2 separate regions of the Drosophila melanogaster genome follow, and region 1 is linked to region 2. The links are chromatin contacts, called in public Hi-C maps. All regions are on one chromosome and are shown on one strand. The core of a region is the stretch at or near the end of the contact, and the rest is flanking DNA. Distances in the headings are between cores, read along the strand shown.

Region 1 (4,502 bases), core at 623-3,122, 83 kb after region 2:
TTCCGGCTCGCACGAATGGAGGGCGGCGGGCATTAGCCATGTCCCCATGCCCTATACCGTCTACTGTCCAATGGAAGAAACCGGCGTGGTGCTGGCTATCTATTCTACCTTTTTGGCCCAAAACGATGCAAACGATGCAGCCGATGCAACGCGACGCCTGCAACTGACAAACGGCGGCATCAGCCACTGTGCGTTCGTTTTAGTTCGCTTTTCGTTTTCGTTTTGGTTTTTTTTCTTTTTGGTTTGGTTACAAATTTTAATGCGAAAATGGCAAATTTATTATAAAGTCGCCCCCCGTTTTGTTCACTCGCTTGTCAATTTGATTGCCGCGCTGTCGCTTTGAACATGAGATATGGAAGGTGTTTGCCAGCGGTGTATTACTTTTTGATTTGTTTTGGCCAGGCCCGTTTGGCTTGCGCTGAATTGTGCTAGCTGGCTAGTTGGCTGGTTAGGTGGTTAGCTGGTTAGCTGCTTAGCTGCCTGCTTGGCTTGGTCAGTTGAACAAATCACAAATCTGTCTGTACAAATCGCACGTATCTGTGCGATGGCTACTGCCACTTCTACTTCTACTTCGACTTCTACTATTGCTATTGCTGCTGCTGCTGCTGCTGATGCTGCCATTCAGGTGACAATTAATTGAGTGGAGCAGTCGCTTTTGGGCCGCCATCTCGTGCACTCACCGGCGCCTTCGTTCCACATCCATGCTGCGCTGCTTGGTCACAGTTTCTCGTCCAGCTGGCATGCAAATGCAAGATAACAAGCTGATACTGCTGCTCCAGCTGCTGCTTCCTGTTGGTCAACTGCTGCTCCTGTGCTGCAACTGAAAGCGAAGCAAGGGTTTAACAGAGTTCTCTTCGGGGTACACATATTTATATTGTACATTTACCTGCCAGGAGTTGTTGGACGTCTGTCTATGCTGGGAATGCTAATAGTAATGAGGAGAGGAGGCACGCGTCAAGCGCTAGTTGTTTGCTGTTTGCTGGCGATGAGGTCACGAGTGTTTCGTTGGATTTCTGGCTAACTGCTGCCACTGAACGCCAATCGAATACGGATGGGGATGGGAATGGGAATGGGTATGGGTATGGGGATTGGGCACTTGGCGCTGGCTTCTTTTGGTGGAGTGCCGCCAACGCCACATGCGGACGCAGCCGAGCACCCGGGCGTTCCCAGGTGCGTTTCCCACACGGCAGGCAGGTGTGCTATCGATTCCCGGAAAATGCTATCAATCTAGTTTACTTCCTGTGCAAATGGGATCGTAATGACCAGGATGATCACGTTGACCACGATGGATTGTTGGGTAAACAAGGGAACGGGGATTATTGTCCGCAGTCCGCTTGGCATGCAACAGTTGTGTCAACACTTGTGGCCAAAAACCTGGCCAAAATGTGTCGAATGCGGCGGATTGGTGGTGTTGAAGGTGGGCTTTTGTTTCTCGGCCTTTTGAGTTGTTGGTTTTTGTGTGCCCCAATCAAGTAGCTTTTTCCTTCTTCTATTTTTTTGTTAATTCCAACGATACCTCTGTGCACACACACTTACACGAGCGCACGCACACCAGTGCACTGCGAACGGCGAACGTAGCAAGCGCTACAACAACAATAACAAGGCGCTTCACAGACACACACACACGCGCGCACACACCGATGTGCGTCACACCGACGTACTGTCCGTCGGCAGCGGGGGAAACGCACGGGGGGGCGGGACGGGACGGGGGCGGCTGACCGCCCAAATTGCGAATGTCCAGTTTCGGCCGCGGCCAAATAGATCAATTTGGTTTCAATTAGACGCTGCGCGTTGCACTTATTTTATTTCGGCTCGGTGCTGGTAGAGATGGCAATTGTGTTTACATATCGAAGTTGAAGTATCGAAGTCACTAGGCGCCGATGAAAATACCAGAATATACCAGGGCCAACAGGTGGCGCTCCAAATGGCGATGGTGCTGCGGCAATATCGGTTGTCTGCGTCATCGATGGGCCGCTTGTTATTCGATAGACTCAGAAACTAGCTTCATGAATAGTTATGTAAATCGGTTGCTAACAAAATAAAAAGCAGTTATTTATGAATAAAGTGATACAGCAAAATATGAATTGTACTACGCATTCTTTGCCCACATTGAAAATATACTAATACGAAAATGCATGTTTAGACAAGGTCTTCAAATGCCAAGTAATATATAATATAATCTTGGTGTGCTCATTAATTTAAATATTTTTAAAAATAACTATAAATTGAACACATACGTGTTAGAGTATCATTAACCGAATCTTCGATAGTTCGCCGCGCCGGCATTCGATTAATCGATACTATTGCTGGTGGCAGGCCCAGCACTATTAACCGCAGCCAACTTCACGCGCCTTGTTCTTTTTTCCGGTTGACTTTAACGAGAAAGGTTGTGCACGAATTCTTTTCAAGTGAATTATCTTTTTTTTTATGTTTTGAATGGGTGAAATTCAATGAAAGAGCCCACGCCAAGTGGCAAATGACACAATGGGCCGGCCGTAAACACGAAAGGACAGCTTTTTTCGGGTTAAAACTTCGGCTGGCAATTTTTTGTTGTGCCCGTGCATGTGTGTGTGCGAGGGAGAGAGAGAGAGAGAAAGAGTGTGTCTGTGAGAGAATCGTGGAAATCGCGACAACGTGTTTTTGGCAGCATTGTAATAGATTCCCCATTTGTTTTTCCCGTTCTGCCCGCAGATGCCAGGCGTCACAGTGAAGGATATTGACCAGCACGCGGTTACCAAGGCGGTCGCCGTCTTCTTGAAGAAGTGAGTACTGAACATCAAGTATATTTCCACCACATAACCTCACAATCCATTTGTTTATCCCCCCCCAAAAAAAAAAAAAAAAACACGAAAAAAACCAAATAGGACTGGCAAGTTGAAGGTGCCCGACCAGATGGACATCGTCAAGACCGCCAAATTCAAGGAGCTGGCGCCCTACGATCCCGACTGGTTCTATGTGCGTTGCGCCTCGATCCTGCGCCATCTGTACCACCGCAGTCCCGCTGGAGTCGGTTCGATCACCAAGATCTACGGCGGACGCAAGCGCAACGGTGTCCACCCCTCGCACTTCTGCCGCGCCGCCGACGGTGCTGCCCGCAAGGCTCTGCAGGCCTTGGAGCACGCCCGTTTGGTCGAGAAGCACCCGGACGGTGGTCGCAAACTGAGCTCCATTGGACAGCGTGATCTGGACCGTATTGCTAACCAGATCGTGTTCAAGCAGCGCGATGCCGCCAAGCAGACCGGGCCCATTGTTATTTCCAAGTAATCACACGGCGCCCCTTCGAATTCTAAAAAACGCATTTTTAGACTTCTATTGTAAGCGCTTTTTGTTTGCACGAGAGAGATGAGAAAATAAAACCAACCACAATTTGTAAAAGTCTACGAAACATGCGTTCTTCGAATGCTAGAAACATTTTTTATGCGGTCTGTAAACAGGGGAATAGAATAGCTCCTCTTGGCAATGTAAAAAAGTGGTAGATTTATCAGGATGCTGCTCATATTAGTAATATGCATGTGCGAAGAACAATGTGGACAACAGCTACATTTGGCGTAATTAACTAGCCAATTTATACTTTTACCGAGCCTTCACATTGTTAATGGCTTTCCTTCTATTGCTAAACTATCAGTATCAGTTTGGTATTCTGCCCTTAGAAGGTGCATAGTTTCATTAACAATCCATGTGCTAAGTGGTTGCTTGCCTTGCAGAAATAAACATTTTATATCTATACACACTGCTCATGTGCGACAGCATAGTTCATTGAAATTTAGTCATGCGGACTTGGTAAGGTTAATCTTTAGATTTAAATCATTCCCTTTTTGGTGAAATGGTGGAGCTGCCTTGCTTCAATATATATTGTGTCTTGTTTTCTATTCCATTTCGACAAATAAAATCTGCGGATAAAGAACTTTCTGATATACTTGAAGTAAACTTCTTGCATTGATTGAAGACTAAAAAGACGTAGCCTTTTATTTTGTCGATCGAACATTGTTATACAAATTCAAAAGGAGATGGCCAAAATCTTTCAACAAGTAAGGCACTAATAGCCGAAAATAAGTTAAATTAACAAAGAAATCAAGAAGCCAAGCATTTGTATAAAATCAAAGGCACAAAAATTGATTTGGAAACCAATTATGTGTAAAGCTATCTGTGTTTGCATTTCTTGGAAAATACATTTGCTAGTCTTGGCGACGTCATTTAAAGTGGCAATCTTCCGACTCAAGTTCCCAATGCAGTAAATCCACAAAGTACGCAATATTATTAAATATTTTCGACTTATTTTCCAAACTGCTCATATAAATTGTCAGTTCAAAAAGGGGTATCTTTGTTATAGAATTTATTCAAGAGTTTGTGTGTTTCTTCTGACTATGAATGTTACGGAGCCTTAAGACTAAGCACTACGGCTAACGATGCTCGACGAGATCGGGTTCCGAGGCGGGTGCTAGACCCTGTCCAGGGCCTCCACCATGACGATGCTGTTGCCGCGGATAACCTGGCCAGGTGGG
Region 2 (4,731 bases), core at 647-3,146:
GAATAGAAAATAGAGCAATTCCACTCCAAAATCAGATGGGTTAGGGGTGAAAAAATATGGTGGGTAATTTGGTGGATAGTGAACTTCTATGCGCTAAATGTATTTCTTGCCGTTTAACTAGTCATGGAGTAGTTACATCGAAAAAAAAAATGATATAATATATGGATATTCGTGTATTTGATGGCCTGTGCACAATTGAATTTGTGTAGTGTATATGGTTGTACTATCTCATCATATTGTTAATTAATTTTAGATACTTTAATTGGTAAGTACGATGGATCATACCTTGACTTCGATATCGCCGATTTTGTTGACCGCCCGAATCATGGGTCGTCCCACCATCGAGGGAAAAATGTGGGTGGGGAAATTGCTGCCGGCATATCCGCACTTAACGAACTGAAAAATAAATGGAGATGTCATAAATACATATATTTATATTATGGTGTATGTGGAAACACATTAAAATAATATGACAGCCGACATATGTACATATATTATTATTTGAGTTAAGCCCTAACACGTAATATGATAATTTAAAATGCTTTTGTATCAACAGGTACTTAAAAATTGCACATAATAATAATAAATAATTATTTTTAATCATTTTGTTTAAGACCAGCTATATCATTTTTCCCGGTGCAGCATTTCCTTGCGTTTTTACTGCTGTGACTTATCGAATTCGGACCGTTATCACAAAACAAAAATTTTTGAATTAGTTTTGATTATTTGGTTTAGGACCAGCTAAATCATTTTTCTCGGTGCAGCATTTGCTTGCGCTTTTACTGTTGTGGTTTATCGGACGCTTATCGAAATCGGACCGTTATCACAATACAAAAATTCTGGGCCTGCGATAAGAACTGATTGTCGGAAATTTTATGGAAGTGTTGGTGTGTGCCAGTGTCGCTCTTTCGACAAATATGTAGGTGTGGGAGATACTGAGTAACGCTGGAATCGTGAGTAATCCACTGATTAGTCAAGCGGAGAGCAAGAAGAAGAGTGGGGAAGCGGAATATAAAGGAGAGGAAGAGGCAATCGCGTAATTGCAACTGCTGCAACTGCTTGACTAACCGCGACGTCAACGCCCGCTGGCCAGCAAGCAGTGAAATAAGCAGCAGCAGCAGAAGCGCTGCTTAGTCCACAAGAAGAAGAAAACGAAAGAAGCGCAGCCAACAACACTCGAAATGTGTGTCACACACCAGTCGTTGGTGATGGTGTGGGTGTGTGCGCTCTGTTTTCACCGCTTGTGGGTGATGTGGGCGGTGCGGGTGGTGACTTTCCCGTTATCTTACCCCAGTGCCGTTATCACAGACGATAACATTTCGACCCTTGCTGTCCATGCTTGAAGGACTCAAAACCGGATCTCTGGAAAACCACTGCTTCTGCTACTCCCGTTGCTTCTGCCTCTGCTGTGGCAACTGCCTTTCCACTTCCACTGATGACGCGACCAGGTTGCCTTTTTGGGTGTTGGTTGTGATTCGGTTTGAAATCACAGCTCGCAGCGCCTCTGCTCGATAAAACCAAACAAAATATTGCACATCAATCGCCTTTCCTGTTGACTTCCTGGGCCGTTTGTTGAGCACTACTGTTAATTGATTCCTTTTCGGCTTTTTTTGTATTTGGACCGCCGGAGAGCGATTGTACTTAATCATACACTTTCCTCTTCCACTCGCACACTCTCACAACACGCGGGCGGGAACCTTGCTCTCTTCGCCACTCTATCGCTTACGTTTATCGCCGCTTCGTTTGGCGGTTATTGGGAATTGAACTCTTAATTTAGACTCGCAATTAAATTTAGGCCGAAACAGTTTGCCGCTATCGACTATTTATACTTATAATTTAGTTATACTGCTGTACAAAAACTCCCTCGTTACTCCCCAGAGTTGAATAAAAATAGATGCATATTCGATACTATCGGCGTTGGACTGAAGCGTACAAAACACCGAAAATAAATACCAGAACCGTTTAGATACTAGATCCAATTATATTTTTTTATTATTTTACAAATTTGTTAATTAAGTTTACTAGTCTGTGTGCCACTTTTAACAATTTAAAAAAGATTAAAAAATACAAGTTTATTAGTAATATATGTTACTTGCACAGGATTTACACAAAACAATTTCAATTCAATTAAGACTTTATTAATTAAATTATTGGATTAAAGATTTGGCAATTTAACAACTAATCACATCTATTTGAAAAACCAATTCGGCAATTGCTGAAATTTCAAAATACTCACATTGATTTCTGGTATTTTTCGTTTGCGCTCTTGCCTCTCGTTCACTCTCATACTTGGAAAAATATTCTTGAATTAAGACTTAAAACAGGTTCAAAATTTGGCGCCATCATTGAATACATGCATGTATTTAAAGAATTGTAATTTAAGCAATTAAGAAGAAAAATGATAACTTGACAATACTGCTCCCAAGGATAAAAAGTTAAGTGATCGAACGCCATAAAATGGAAAGTTTGTTGCTGATTTATTTTATTCCGTTTATATAGTATGTATATGTATGTATAATTTAATAATATAATAAACGTTACTCATTTGTTATCTTTATAATTGCTTTAAGAGGCGAAATGTCTTATATATGTATGTATATACCATGCAGCCGTCTCGTTCCCGCATTTTTTGATTCTGCTTTTGTCTGGGTATTATGTGTTATATTGAACGTTTTAATGCTTTTTAAATAGTTCCCATAAGTATGTTGGCATGGTCTTGACGTACATATTATCAAAATCTACTCATCTCCTCCTCAGCCGTTCTATTCAATTATTTACTTTTACTATGTGCCAGGAAGTTTTGCCTATGCCTCATGCAATAGTTATGTACTTTCTTTATCGAGGGAACTAAGCAAATGTATTGTTAGTCATACATAGTGTAGAATTATTAATACTTCTTAGCTTTATTATTTACCATGGCTCTTGATACACTCGGAATGCAAATCGCCCTAAGAGAATCCAAAATTTACAATTAATTTATTTCAGAAAATTATCTGAATATTGCCTACGTTTAATGGCTTAAAATGTATAGTTCTTTGATAATTAAACTATATTAAAAAAAAAAAATTAAAACTTAATTGTTGACCTATGCGTATTTTGGTATTAACAATTGAAATAAATATTTGTTGTTTTTCAAAAATTATACCTGAAATGTTGTCCATCAATAGAAACATTTGTTTATAGCCTAACAATATGGAATTTAGTTTTCAATTTCATTATTTTAAATCCGTAAAAACCCATACTTGTTGAAAATATTTGCGGCGATTTTCGAACATAAATGCCGATTGATTTTCTGAGTGTATACAATCATTCTATGGAATTGGTGTTCTTGGCGTTCAATACTCGAGACTATTGCAATTAAATGTGATTTGGGGGAACTCCCATTTCACTCGACTAACTAACTAAGTATGCATTTGCGGTGTAACAACATTAACAATTTTAACCACATATAGAACAGAAACTCTGAAACTTAAACGGCCCAACAGCTTTCATCAACTTTCAATAATTATATAGTTGTGGTGGAGGATTAACAAAAAAAAAAAACGCTATATATATATCTATATAAATATGGTGTATCTCTCAATTAGTTGAGTAAGTTGTTTCCATTTCTCCATCTTTTTTTTTTTTATAAAAGCTAAGAGGGAAACTCTGCGACTGCCGCCTCATCCTTGATTTGTTTCTTTTAGCTACGATTTAATTAATCTTGGTATTGTTACGATACGTGCATAGATCACTAAAACTAACTGTTTTCCAATGCCAACTCGGTATATAATATATATATATATCTGTATAAATATTTAGATTAGAGTTCAATGCAATTATTGGTGGTTGAAGAGTCGAAGCAAAAGTACAGCGTTAATATTCTTGGTTCGTGGATAATATGATCTCGATGAAGGCATTTCTTGCGTGAGTATGTATGTGGTATATCTTATAGCTTTTGATTTCGCATTGATAGTGGTTGTGATTAGTGATAAAGGAGAAGCTGATATCATCGGTTTTTGGGAAGAGGTGTAGGCGCAAATTGAGAACTTGATTGCCATCATTATCATTGAATTGATCTGAAACGCCGAAACTCATCCGTTTCTCATGTGTGTGCCATGCCTTATACTTACTTAAATACATCTCATTCGCTTAATCTCATTGCAATTAGCTCATACTAAGTCAAGGAAAATAAGTTTTGTGTTTGTGTGTGTGTGTGTGCTAGCGCTCTTTCTCTCTCAACAAAAATCGATTCGCTAAATTAGTTAATTAATTAATCGTTTAGTTCAATTTACACGCAGAAATATATTATACGTTATTAGGTTTACACAGTAATTTAATAGTTAAATATTTGATTTGCTATTTAAATGGTAAACGATCCGTTCTTTCAGTGTTCAAAATGCATTCACATCAATGGAAATCGATCGATCCTATTCATCAATTTATTAATTAGCTAGACTGTGATCCTCAAACAACGATTATCATCTTGTGTGATCTCTTATGGATTTTTGCTGCTTTTTCTTTGCTTTTGCTTTTGCCATTTGGTTGGTTTTTTTTTGTTTTTTGTTTTTTGTTCGCCAAGCTACTGATAAAACGCAAATAGTTAGTTATACACACACAGTCGTACACGTAAAATGTAACATATTAAGTCAAAAGTTAGATTATGCAACAATAATACATATACATATATTTAAGTATATATTTAAAAAAAAAAAAATAAACTCTGATTTCACTTTCAATGTTTAATTCGTA

The links. Hi-C and Micro-C count contacts between places; a contact is called where the count stands out from the background.
Region 1: a Hi-C map of the Kc167 cell line shows a contact between it and region 2, with 2.6 times the contacts expected there. The contact joins the promoter of Rok here to the promoter of Arp2 in region 2. A contact is called at or near these places in 6 of 107 Hi-C or Micro-C datasets (the D17-c3 cell line, the Kc167 cell line, the S2 cell line and 1 more).

The regions. Positions count from the first base shown.
Region 1 is chrX:16,635,542-16,640,043 of dm6, forward strand. It overlaps Rok (Rho kinase), which reads right to left and starts at 1,873. Exons shown (of 11, transcript NM_001298407.1): 1 at 887-1,873; 2 at 681-820. The coding sequence starts at 742. It overlaps RpS19a (Ribosomal protein S19a), which reads left to right and starts at 2,353. Exons shown (of 3, transcript NM_001298409.1): 1 at 2,353-2,386; 2 at 2,692-2,762; 3 at 2,865-3,708. The coding sequence starts at 2,692. The coding sequence ends at 3,264. SNRPG (Small nuclear ribonucleoprotein G) reads right to left here. Exons shown (of 3, transcript NM_132911.3): 3 at 4,269-4,489. The coding sequence ends at 4,439.
Region 2 is chrX:16,552,055-16,556,785 of dm6, forward strand. It overlaps Arp2 (Actin-related protein 2), which reads right to left and starts at 1,897. Exons shown (of 7, transcript NM_001103531.2): 1 at 1,727-1,897; 2 at 1,290-1,504; 3 at 286-396. The coding sequence starts at 1,337. Pp2B-14D (Protein phosphatase 2B at 14D) reads right to left here. Exons shown (of 1, transcript NM_001258786.3): 1 at 2,573-4,731.